2 separate regions of the Rattus norvegicus genome follow, and region 1 is linked to region 2. Evidence: chromatin contacts called from public Hi-C data. All regions are on one chromosome and are shown on one strand. Each heading gives the region's core, a stretch centred on a gene start, on an enhancer-like site or on the middle of the called end of the contact. The rest is flanking DNA. Distances are from core to core; before and after follow the strand shown. Region 1 holds the start of Pou2af3 (POU class 2 homeobox associating factor 3). Region 2 holds the start of Sik2 (salt-inducible kinase 2).

Evidence for each region. Hi-C and Micro-C count contacts between places; a contact is called where the count stands out from the background.
Region 1: a Hi-C map of the Rat2 cell line shows a contact between it and region 2, with 3 times the contacts expected there. The contact joins the promoter of Pou2af3 here to the promoter of Sik2 in region 2. A contact is called at or near these places in 2 of 12 Hi-C or Micro-C datasets (the Rat2 cell line and Schwann cells).

What each region holds. Positions count from the first base shown.
Region 1 is chr8:60,488,468-60,494,378 of GRCr8, forward strand. It overlaps Pou2af3 (POU class 2 homeobox associating factor 3), which reads right to left and starts at 4,045. Exons shown (of 5, transcript NM_001399310.1): 1 at 3,904-4,045; 2 at 3,208-3,302. The coding sequence starts at 3,267. It overlaps LOC103693092 (a long non-coding RNA gene), which reads left to right and starts at 4,164. Exons shown (of 6, transcript XR_010054174.1): 1 at 4,164-4,301; 2 at 5,071-5,911.
Region 2 is chr8:60,217,822-60,224,131 of GRCr8, forward strand. Sik2 (salt-inducible kinase 2) reads right to left here and starts at 3,829. Exons shown (of 16, transcript NM_001427328.1): 1 at 3,555-3,829. The coding sequence starts at 3,689. LOC120094336 (a long non-coding RNA gene) reads left to right here and starts at 3,938. Exons shown (of 3, transcript XR_005488650.2): 1 at 3,938-4,645. It also overlaps the pseudogene LOC120094545.

The sequences.
Region 1 (5,911 bases), core at 2,795-5,294, 270 kb after region 2:
TTTCCCCCCAATATCAGATTCCTTGATAAAATGTTATTAATTTTGATAGAGGTTAATGTAAATCATTTTTTGTTACAGAAATAGGACAATTCAAGGAAAGTCGGCAAGCAGCCTTTCTATTAAGCAATTTATTTTATAATGAGTAAGAGTTAACATTTATTTAACCCAACTGTGACTACAGTCAGTACATTTTCTTCAGGTTTGTATCTACTACTTGGTTTCTTTGTCCTAGGAATTAATTTCCCCTAAAGAAATAAGTAACAATGAGACATTGTTTCTAGATTTCTTGATGAGAAGCTAAAGTAGTCACATTTATGACTTTTTAAAATATAAGAAAAGTTCTTGAAGTATTTAGTGACTCAGAGCCTATAAACGTTTGAGTTCACAGCCAGAAAAACTAAGTTCTTTTCAAACTTCAAAAATAATTTCTATTCTCTATATAATTCACTTTTTACAATTATAGTATCTAAATACTGAAAATGCATGAGGCTGTGCCTTTCAAATATTTAAAGTTTAAAATAGCTTTTGCCGTTTCCGGTTGAAAGGACAATTAGGCTAACTGATTTTTTTTTTCTTTTAGATTTCAGGTGGCGGCTTTAAAGTTTAAAGGGACCATCTAGGCTAGGAAGGGGAGCTCACCACACCTCTCTTGGGTTGCAGGGGTAGACTCAGTCCTGAGTATTGCGAGCACTGCACAGCCAGCCACCAAACAGGAGGTGTGTTAATTTTGAAAACGATCCATGCTGTAATGTCATGAACCAGGAAGCTGGAGGCCTTTACCAGCTCTTTATGCAAATATTTGGCTGCAGCTTGGGCTGAAGGACTTGGAAAGAGGGTTTTGCCCCCCCCCCCTTCTTTCTTAAATCTGCTTCGTTGTAGAGCTTGCTTTTAACCCCCTGCTTCCCCTGATTGGCCTGTTTGCTTGCTTCCCTGTTACCCTGTTATCTCCTTGAGGTATGTTTACAATGTCCTATTTGATATTATCTTTCTGGCCCACAGTTCGCTTTCTACCTCGCTCAGAATACAAAGAATGGCACCTCTCTTATTTCAAACAGCACACACATCCACAATCGACAATATATAAAAACACATTAAGCCTATTAAAGCAAAACAAAAGAAAAAGAGTGGTTAAAAAGAAGAAAGGTAAATTTTATCTTTAGATAAACACTCAAGTTTCTCTTTACCCCAAGGGCAAAGAAGTGGTGTGTGTGTGTGTGTGTGTGTGTGTGTGTGTGTGTGTGTGTGTGTGTGTGTACTGATGATAAGGCTGAAGTTAAAATTTAAAATTAACTGTGCCAGTCTGACACAAATACTTTCTTCTGATAGAACTCGAGACCTGGATATCTACCTCAGTCTATAACTACCGTTCATGATTGGTTTCTTAAAGTTCCAAGCAGTTATTACTCTGACTTCCCAGCAAATTAAGGTGGATCTATTCTTGCTTTGCAGTGCTTGGCACAACTAGTTCTCTCTGGGATTACCGTTTCCCCGCGATGTCTTTTAACACTGGACCAAGTTGGATACAGTCTCTGTTAAACTAGAAAGGTCTGCCTGGAGCAGGCTTATATTATTCTTCCTGGGATATTATCTACTACTCTTGACGACTGGGTACACTGTAGCAGGAGTCCCCAGAATCCCCAAATCCTTTTGTTTGCTCTCAGAAGGAGATTTTACCTCTGGGTCTCCTAGTGAAGTTCTACGTGTATGACTCCTGGAGTCAGGGGCGAGAACTTTCTAGGAAGCAGAGTAGCAGAGTAGCAAGCGGAGTTATGTTCTTAACGTTGGTTCTGAAGGCCTGCCTCATTCTCACAGGGAACTCGGAAAATGCCAAATCGGACTTCCCTCAGGAATGGAGCCTAGTCGAGAGCTGAGGTGAAACCCTTCCTCTTGCCCTGTACTCCGCTACGAGCCAGGAGTGGTCACGACAATGGAAAGAACCCAACAGCCACAGGATTGCTTTCCCAAATGGGATGCTCTGCGTAGAGCCGAAGCTGAGTTCCTCGGAGCGCCAAAACTCCTGGTTCTAGTTTTATTGATGGTCTGGCTATGAGCCATTGAGGTTACTGAGCTCCTCTTAGTGTGGCTGGCTCTGCAGAAAGGAACTTAGAGAACCAGTGCTGAGGAATGATGACCTTGTTTCTCCCTTTAGCCTGATGCTAACCTCAGGACTCTGGATCTCAGCTGCCGTGGAGGAATCCAGATTTCTAATCTATTTATGTCATCTGACCAATTACAATCAAATGAAATAACGAACGTACACAGATACTTTGAACACAGTTCTCACTGTGGAGAATACCCCCTAAGTACTTATTTAACCTTTATACAACCCTATTAGCTTTCAACTGAAAGATTAGGGGAACAGACAAAGACCCTAGTAAGAGGACATGTGCCACAGAGTTACTGAGAACTAAGCCCAGGCCCTCTGGCTCAGAACCTATCTCACCATCCCTCCATAATTTCTCCCTCCTGTTGCTTGAGGTCCCAAAGCCCCACTTATGAAGCCCTACATGGAACATGAACGTGGATCACATGCAGACGATACCCATGATAACATACGTGATTGGAATCATGTCAGACCCTCTATCCACACCTGCACCTACCCACAAGCAATAACAGGTCATGTGCAGAAGGCTCTTCAAATTGAATTTCTCTTTCTTGGTGGACAAGCACGCCTAGTTTACATGGTTCCGAAGTTGCCCTGAGCACTCAGGTAATATATGGAAGGTGTCAGGGTACCTTATGACTACACAGACCAGTTCTGTTATAGTTCCATGTATTCCAGAGACAGAGGCCTCTTCTTCTGGAGACTTCCAGTAACTGGTGATACATGACCTCAGAGACTAAATTAGACTAAATTAGGGGGATTTCTGGGAGAGATCTTTTCCAATGAGTTTACGGGGGTTGTATCTGTACTCTCTCTTAACACTGTAAAAACATAGTTAACCTGTTGGCTGTCTCTCTCCCTTGCAGAGGACTTATGAGAAGTGAGAGATGATTTCCCCCCCCACCCGCCACCCCCAGTCCTGAGGCCTACACCACGTCCCGCATGTTTTTGTGGCTGCTTGTGGCGACCTGGAATGAAGTTTGGAACTCATGTAAGAATCTCTGAGCAGGGTTGTGCTTGTGGGTGGCCTCCACATCTTCCCTGACACAGAGCTGAAGGAGTCCTGAGATAGACTGGGAGGGACACGAGAAGGTGGTGCTTACGGTTGCCCCTGAGGCGGCCTGGTGTGCCCTTCTTTGCTGCAGAAGCTCTTTCACGGTCATCTTCACACGGACGCCTTGATACACTTTAGGTTTTTCTGGGGAGAGGCAATAGGGTCAGTGGTCAGTCCCAAAGCTTGGGCGTCAAGGGGTCAGTGAGGGTTCCCTTTGTAAGGCCAGGATACCCAAGGGCAAGTTTCTGCCTTTGCAGAACTCACAAAGAGAATGTGTTAAAAAAAAAAAGATAACGTTTAAAAACATCCACATTTCTCAAACTAGACAGGGTGAACAAAGGCAGGTACTTGCAGGGTCCTAGTGGGAGCAGTTCCTGTGGGCATCTATGAAGTTAGCCACCCCCAGCTGGGCCCCATCCTCAGGACAGCACAAGTTGTTCTGCTCTGGAATGCAGAGGGAGGTCCAACAAGCCTGCTGTTATTTTGGCTACTATGGTAAAATTTGGGGTTCCAGCTCAGCTTGTGGATCTGGAGGTACTCTTTGGTTCACAACTGATCTCACCGACCTCACCATACTGTTTATACTGTGAACAGCCCCCTTCCATCCTCTGTATTCCTCTATCAGTCCAGGCATGGCTTTTGGGGAGGTACAACCTTTAATTGTGGTGCCCTTGCTCTGGAAGCCAGCCCTTAGACAAGCAGCAGGGGGTCCAGGCAGCCTGTCCTGGCCCTGTGAGGGACTTACTGCACTGACCCCAGAAAAGGGGTCAAGTTTGGGGAATGTTCTCCTGTCGGTTCTTTCCCTTTTTCAAAAATGTCTTTACTTCCTCACTCTCTTTCTCCCTCCACTCTCCGACTCTGTTGCTTCCTTCGTCTCTTCCCACCCCCTCCCTTTCCGGTGCAGGCGTTTCTCGGAGAACCCGGCTGTTGAGAGTTCTCCGGCAAGAGCTGCAGCTCTTGAGTAAAGGCATCCCGAGGCTCCCTAGGACCGCGCGGTCGCCTGGAGGCAGCCCTCCGGAAGGGGCCGCCCCTGAGCCCGCAGAGCTGGGCCGAGAGACCTGGGAGAGCCCAAGTGGCCGGCCGAGCTAGGCGGGGGTCGGCTGGGAGGGACCGGTGACAGCCTGGGGGTCCCGGCAGAGCGCAGTGAGTAGGTCTGACTGGTTGTTAGGCCAGGATAGACCCGGCAGACACACTTTCCGAGTAGGGTTTGACCTAGAAGCCCAGGGTGGCTCCCACTCCGATCTTGACCCTGGAGAGAGCGCCTATTAGTCTCACGGGGAGGGGCGGAGCACAGTGGTCCCTGGCCTAGGCGTTTGGCGACAGTTGGCAGGCCACCAGCGCCTCGCCTGGTTAGTGCAGGGACCGCGGCTGGACAGCAGGGAGACCCCCCACCCACGAGCCAGATCCTGAGAGCTAGGATTCCCAGCAAAGCTAGTGCGCTACTCTTCCCGGTCCTGGGCATCCGTGGTCTTGCTGCAATGCCAGGACGCGCCCACTCCGCTCCTGTCTCCTTTCCTCCCATCCCCATTGACTGGGTCGACTCTGGGATCTGCGGGCAGCGCGGGCGGGCGCGCCTCGGGGTCCACGGGGAGCCAGCCCCAGCCGAGCTCCCTGCCCGGTGCGTCCTACTCCAGTCCAGGGCTCACCGTGAGCCTCTAGCTCCCCCGCGCCGCCGCTTCTGAGCTCACAAGGTCGGAGCCTCCAAATTCCCAGGACGCCAAGGTGGAAAAGTGAAAGGGCAGGCAGGGGCGTGGGGGACGCGATTGTCCGCAGCGGCCTTATGGGTCTCTGGGCCTCTGCTCTAGGGAGCAGGCACCCAGAGGGAGCCGACACAGCGGGCTCGCGTCCTCTCTGGATCAATGCCCGGCCCTGACTCTGATTCCCTGACTTTGTGCCTCTCTGTTATACGCAGGAAAAGCAGAGGAAATACACTTGGATCCAAGTGCCCCTGGCCCTCATGACCCGACCCCTGGAGAAGCATCTGAGTTACCCGACATCCTGGTCAGCCGGAGCTGGGCTGGAGACTGGATGCTGCAGCTGATTCAGAGACTCAGCACCTAGGAAGGCTCCTGTGCAGGGAGAAAGGCAGAGATGCGACATTTTTAAAGTTTCACAAAACACGAGGCAGCACCCAAGTCCCTGGATCAGGAGATACACAGAATTAATGTTTTATACCTTCGGGTATAGGTTTGAGTTTTTTCCCCCTCATGCCAAGTATTTAAAACCTCTAGAAACCCATGATTTGACAATCAATGATTGCGCGATACTTTCAATTTGAATATTCAAAGGCTTAACAAAATGGACTATCTTCTGCAGAAATCCTGCACACAGGCACCCCACAGAGAGTCCAGAGAAACAGGGAGTGAGATCCCTTTGGGTCCTGACCCTTGCTTTTCTCTTATTTTTAAACATTTTGTCCACCTGCCCACAGACAGAGCAGGTGTCCTCAAAGATGCTCTGTGTTAGCCCCTCAAAGGCTTCTCAGAAGCCCCTGCTGACCTAGGCTGCTCCCTGTGGACCACCTGAACCAGGCTGGACAGCCGCAGTGATTCTCACCTGCCCACTCTCCATTTTAAGGGGAAATCTCCAGTTTTGGAGAGTGAACATGGCAGACAGAGGGTGTGGCATAGCGAAGGCCCACTTTGGGCCCGGGTTGCAGGCCAGAGGACAGCTACAGCAGAGGCCTAAGCTTTGTGCTTTGTATTCCTGCCTAGCTACAAGGCTTCCCTGTCTGCATTCTCCCCCTGCTAGGC
Region 2 (6,310 bases), core at 2,579-5,078:
TAATTAACAGCAATTTCTTCTCCCAAAATCATTTAAAATGCAGGCACAGACTTACATACACAATTGTGTTCCCTGTCAATTGTTGAAAACTGGAAATGATATAATAGTCAGTAAGAGAATCATAAGTAAAATGGGTTATCTACACGGTTGAACACTTAACTACTAAAAGACTGTAAAACAGTTATATATGGCAAACAAAATGTGAAATGTGTGAACACACATATTCTATGTGTTGTTACCTCTAAAACACAAATGCGTTGAGAATACTAAGTGGCAATGTGACATGCTAAGAACAATGTACTCCCACAATGGAAGAACTCTATGCTTGTGTGCTATGTCTTCTTTAGTCCTTACATTTGCTATACTGAACATTCTTTAACAGGAAACAGAGCATTTAGAAGCAAAAAGTAATTTTCCTAGAATTTTACTTAGACAAAAACCAAAAAGCAAACAACCCACTCCTGAACTGACTACATAGTTAACTAGAGGGGAAAGCTGCTTCCTAATATAGTATTAATAAAACACTACTCAAGGGCATTCACAGAACAGAAAACCAGCAACCACTACTGCCCAAAATAGCTTAATAGCTTAAATGGTGTTATTCTTTTCCCATTGTGCTAATTTTACAAAATTAGCTTCTGTAATTCATAAGCCAGCTTACAGAGATTTTTTATGAAGTATATTAGGAAACTGGATTCTACCACCCCCTTCCCTTCCCTTTTGTGTGCAAAATTTACACAGAGATCTAGAACATGAATACTGCTTCAGATGACGTAAGTACATTTCTTAGTGTTAAGACATTTGATAGATTAAGCCAAAATTAATGTCTCTTTTGTATACTAATTTTTTTCCTAAAAGGGAAACAGACTTCTCCAAAGAGCTACAAAAATATAACTTATTTTTTACAAGTGATACAGAACAGAAGATAAAGAGCCATTAAAAATAAACGTATTCATCACATAGATGTTTAAACTAAGTCCTAAGATTTGTCTCAGGGACTGTCAAGATAGTCAGAGAGTAATGACACTTGCTGCTGACCCTGATGACTTGAGTTTGATCCCCAGCACCCACACAGTCGAAGAAGAGAAACAGCTCCTGCAAGTTGTTCTTCTACCAACACACACGCATGTATACACACAAATATATACAATTAAAATGATTCTATTTTTAAAAACTGCCCCAGGATCAAACTTGAAGGAAAAAGAGATCTCCCAGTTCTAAAACACATAAGCCTACAATGTTAAAATACAGTACACAATGGAACTTCCACAGCACTAAATATAATGGTATTTTGCTAATAGTTTTCTTTATACTATTATTAACTGTTATCACCGTAATTATTGTAGTATGTTAAGCAATGAGAATCTAAAATAATGTAGAAGAGTTGAATATTTCACTATTTTATTTACAGTTTGCATGGTGGTTCTATTTACCAAAGATACAAATACTCAGTAAATAAAAAGCAGTTGTCTCTAAAGAAAAAAAAACTTACTGAAACATATTATTAGAAACTGAGTCAGTGCTTTTACTAAGCAAGTCTTCATGTAACTGTCTTATAAAACTTCAGAAAACCATTTTGCAAACTAAAACTTACAAAGACTTTTAAGTATAGTAACTACTAGACCATTTCCCCTTTCTATGTCTTAGTATCAACAATCACAAAATTACCACAAAATGCTCAGCCTTACTCATTGTAAAAAACAGAAAAGCACAAGGGAGGAGGAACCTATAGAATAAAGTATAGCTTTTAACATAAAATAATTTTATACACACAGACTACACACACACCCTTTAGCAAGAGGGTTCATGCAAGAGCTTTCATGATCTGACAGGTGTCTTCAATCACGAATGTTACTAATCTGACAGGCATAGGCAGTGTTGCTCCACAGTGCCCCCTAGCCGGCTTCCTAAAAAAAAATCAGTTTGAAAGGGACACCCATCAGAGTTGTCACCCTCCAGAGAAAGTGTAAATTGCCATCAGCTCCACCGAAGCAGCTCTCAGATCTCAGATACAACTTTAAACTCTGACAACAGCTGACTACTAAAGATTGCTAATGAGAAAAAAATTGTATGAACGGATTTGGTCTCCAACAATGTAACCAATGTGACTCTCTCTGTAATGTGCTATTTTTGGCAGTCATTGAAAAGTCATAAATACACCCATTTAAGATACTTCCTTTTAATTTAACATCGGAGTAAAGGTATAACATTTGGCCATAGCTCTTTACAAAACTGAAACAACTTTATTCATTAAAAAAAATGCTGGGATCAGATTAAGCTATGCAAAATTTTGGTAATGTCAATATGCTTATCATTACAGGCAATCTAGATTCGTAACACTGGTAAAATCGTAAAAGGAAAAATTTTGACCTTGGTACTGATGCCCTAAAGAAGAAAGATTTAGGTGGTATGTCGGGGATTTGTGAGGCTAAACAAAAATGAAGACGTGTTAGACATACCCTCCTTCTTTATGGAAATGGACATGAAGCAAAACTTTTAAGTACAACTGCTAAGAGAACAGTAAAGCTTTTAAATGCCCTTCACCTTACGTAAGTCATGGGAGGGGGGCGGCGGGGGGGGTTCTACATTCAAAGGTTAGAACGTTCTTAAGAACGTATTAGGGAAAAAAAACCCGAAAAGGATGAAAACGGAGGAGAGAAACTGGAAACCGGTGAAACTCCAGTAGAATCACAAGGCAGAATATAGTACGTCAAAACCACTATGTTGTAGTCTAAGAAATGGTAGTGTTGCGATCGTTTTTTCCAAGGTATTTAATTTGCACGTCTTAAAATAGAGACCCCGAGGAGAGCAGCTTGAGGCAATGGAAGGAAGAGGGTGGGCTAGGTAAGAACAGAGACTTGGGGAGAAAATATGTGCGGTGCCTTAGAATGTACCACGGAGGGGGGATGCTGGAAAGTCAATGTCAGGAAGCCAGTTGAGGGCTGAGTAGAGTCCATCTGATGTGGCTTAAGGAATGTGTGCTCCGAGCCAGCATGCACACCTGGTAAAGGGACAACCCCAGAGAACGGTGCAGGGCTGAGATGACCATTTTTAACAGCTCTATTGTCTGGTGTATTTGCTATAGCCACTGCAAGTGCTCAAGCCAGTCAAGGCACCGAATCAGAGACTCTGCGGGCCCAAAGCAGAGAAGATGGACAGCGGTCCGTCCGCACCGGTCCGGTCTGCGGCACCCCCTTCTCGCCGGACAGAGAAGGACACTAGGTCCGGGCCGCGCTCCGCGTCCGCCGAGCCCGGGAGCTGCTGGTCCCCTTCTCCGGCCGGCGACATTGGTCCCCGTGCGGCCCCGGAGCACCGAGACTTCCCTTCCCACCCCACCCCCAGCCAAAAGCCGGGAAGACGCGGAACTTGTGCTCGGGAGCCGAGGCCACAGACCAGGTTCCCGGGTGGGAGACTCGGGACGGAAGACTGTGTGGCTTCCCGGGGACACCCTACACACACTCGACCTGCACCCCGTGGTCCCCGCAGTGCCAGGCCCGCCGTTCCCTACCCGGGGCGCAACCACGCCACGCTCCCGCCGAACCCCGGGGCCGCACCTCCGTCTTGGTGATCCGGTGCCGCCCCAGCTTCACCACGGCGAAGTTGCCCTTGCCCAGCGTGCCCTCGATGTCGTAGAACCCCACCCGGACCGGCCCGCGCTGCAAGTGCCTCGGGCCATCCGCCATGACCATGCTTGGCCCCCGCTGCAGAACACGACGACGGGAGCGTGAACGAAGGGGCCGGCACGAAGCGGCGCGGAGCGGGCAGGAGGGCGTCGGGCGGCGCGCCTGGGCTCTGGGCGACGGCCGCGGCTCTCGCCCGGGCGCTGCTTCCCTCCCGCCCCACAGGGCCCAGCCAGGCGCGCGCCGGCGCTGACGTGCGCCGACGTCAGGGGGCCGGGGCAGGGGGCGGGGGCGGGCCTCCATCGGTCACCATGACTACCGCAGCGCCGCCGACGTCGGGGGCGGGAGGGAGGGGCGGCACGCGGGTCGGGCAGGCACGAGGCTTCCGGCCGCTGCAAGGCCTGACAGGGCTGAGGAGGGCGTCGCGGCCGGGGGCGGGGTCGCCGTCTGTCCGCTCCGCCCTGCTCCTCTTGTCTTCCAGCAGAAGCGCAAGAGCGAGCCCTGGTGGGCCGCGCCGAGGATGCACTGGGAGCGTCTCCTGTAGGGTCACCCGGCATTCTCCGCCCGGGCAGCCCTTCCCGCCAAAACCTCTCCCTCAGCGGACTGCAGCGCTAAATTTGGAGCCCGAAGAGCACCGTGGCTGAGCAACGCACTGCTCACAGCCTCTTTTCTTTGTGTTCTTTTTAGCTCCCTTCTCGGTACTATATACGTCTTTCCACTTTTTGACATCTCTGAGGATTTCTATTCACAGCAGTCAGTCACTTGCAAAAAAAGGAAAAAAAAAATGCCAGCGCTGAAGAGATGATTAAGTCCGGAATTCGGAACTCCTAAGAGGCTTTGAAGCCTGGAACTTCTGCATCATAGGCAGAGTTTTGCTTAGTTGAGCCTGTCTCTGGGGAGAGGTGACCCTGTATTATCCTAAAAGGCTTTGGGAACTTGTAAACGGTTAAAAGGTACCTAATCCGATTTGTTTCCAGATGATGGAGCAGGCTGCTAGAACGAAGGGAGTTGCCAACGTCGCACAGGTAATGCTAGAATTCTAATTATAACCCATCACACTGGTCTTCCGTATGGTGGACCTAAGTAAACAGCAACATTTTAATATCTTGAAATATATTATGTGTGTCCAGACCTTGGTTCCTGGGTACCCATTGTCCATTAAAAGAAACTCAATTCATTGGAAGTAATGACTGAGTCCAAGGCAGACAGGGCAATTCTAAGATGATCTAAGATCTTATCTGAGTAAACAAGGGGATCTTTTGTATACGACAGGAAGGATATGTCAAAAGAGAAGACAGTTTGAAGGGACCCACCACTGACAAATCTGAGCCAATCTAAATATCAAAAAGAACAATTTTAGAAATACACTATAACATATTACTTTTACATTTCATTTTGTGTAGAAGTCAGAGGACAGGGTGTGTGAGTTGGTTCTAGCCTTCCACTGTGGCCCTAGGGATAGTCACTGTAGGTAACTTGATCCAATGTGCCATCTCTTAGGCACTACATTGCTTTTTTGTGTTGTCATTTTGTTTTGTTTTGTTTTGTTTTTTAAACAGCGTCTCACTATGTAGCCTTAGGTAACCTGTAACTTGCCACATAGGCCAGGCTGGCTCATACCTAACAGAGATGTCTCCCGAGTGCTGAGATTAAAAGCAGGTATCACCATTCCCAACCCACATTAAAAACTTAAAAGGAGCCCATACCTCATATTTTCACTTTAACTTTTTAAAGACAGGCTCTCAGAAATATGATATATGTGATAAGCCCTACTAAATCTCTATTCCCACCCACCCCCTCCTCTAACTGAGGAAACTCAAAACTCAGAACTGTACACATGCTAGGCAAGTATTGTAGCACTGAGCTATGTTCCCGGGAGGGATAAATGAGAGGAGGACGCAAGTAGAAATTATCAAATCACCATTTTGTGGTTGTTATAGTAATAATTGGTTCAGAAAAGAATTATCGATAGGTGTTAAAGTCAGTGGGTGAAATTTGACTGGGGAATGGGGTATTTATACAGTCTCAAAATACCTTTGGATTTTGAAAAATATCATTGGGAAGGGTTACCAGAGGCTAACAAATTCCAGTGAAGAAGTCTGACAGGCGCTTTCCTGATGAAATGATCCAAGTTACTCGTTGGACTAAAGTAACACACAAGGTCATCTGATCCGAGGTACCCAGGAGACAGCTCTGAAGTGTACATATTCTGTAAAAAGTAAAAGTACATATTCTGGGAAAAGTTTTCAATTAGCAATAATCGTGCCTTGGATAAACCTCATTGGCTATGATACTGCCACTGTGCAATCTGTCACAAAGGAACAAACCAGAAACATGTAAACTGCGCAAACCTACCCCCTAATTATTCTGCACACTTAAAGATGCCATTGTCCTGAAAGAAAGGCTGGGGAAGAATTTTAGATTTACGGTCTTAAGAGACATGCCACTACAGGTGCTAGAAAAACATGGTACCAAGGAATACTATCAGGGCAGTAGTTGAAAATGGAATTGGATGCATATTAGATAAAAGTATTCTTCCAATGTTGATTCCTTTAAAGATTTATTTTACTTTTAGTGATGTGTATGTGTGGGTATTTATGTGCACGTATGAATGCAGACGCCCATAGTGTCCCCAAAAGCGATTATAGGTGGTGTTGAGGCCCTTGGTGTGGGTGCTGGGAACTGAACTC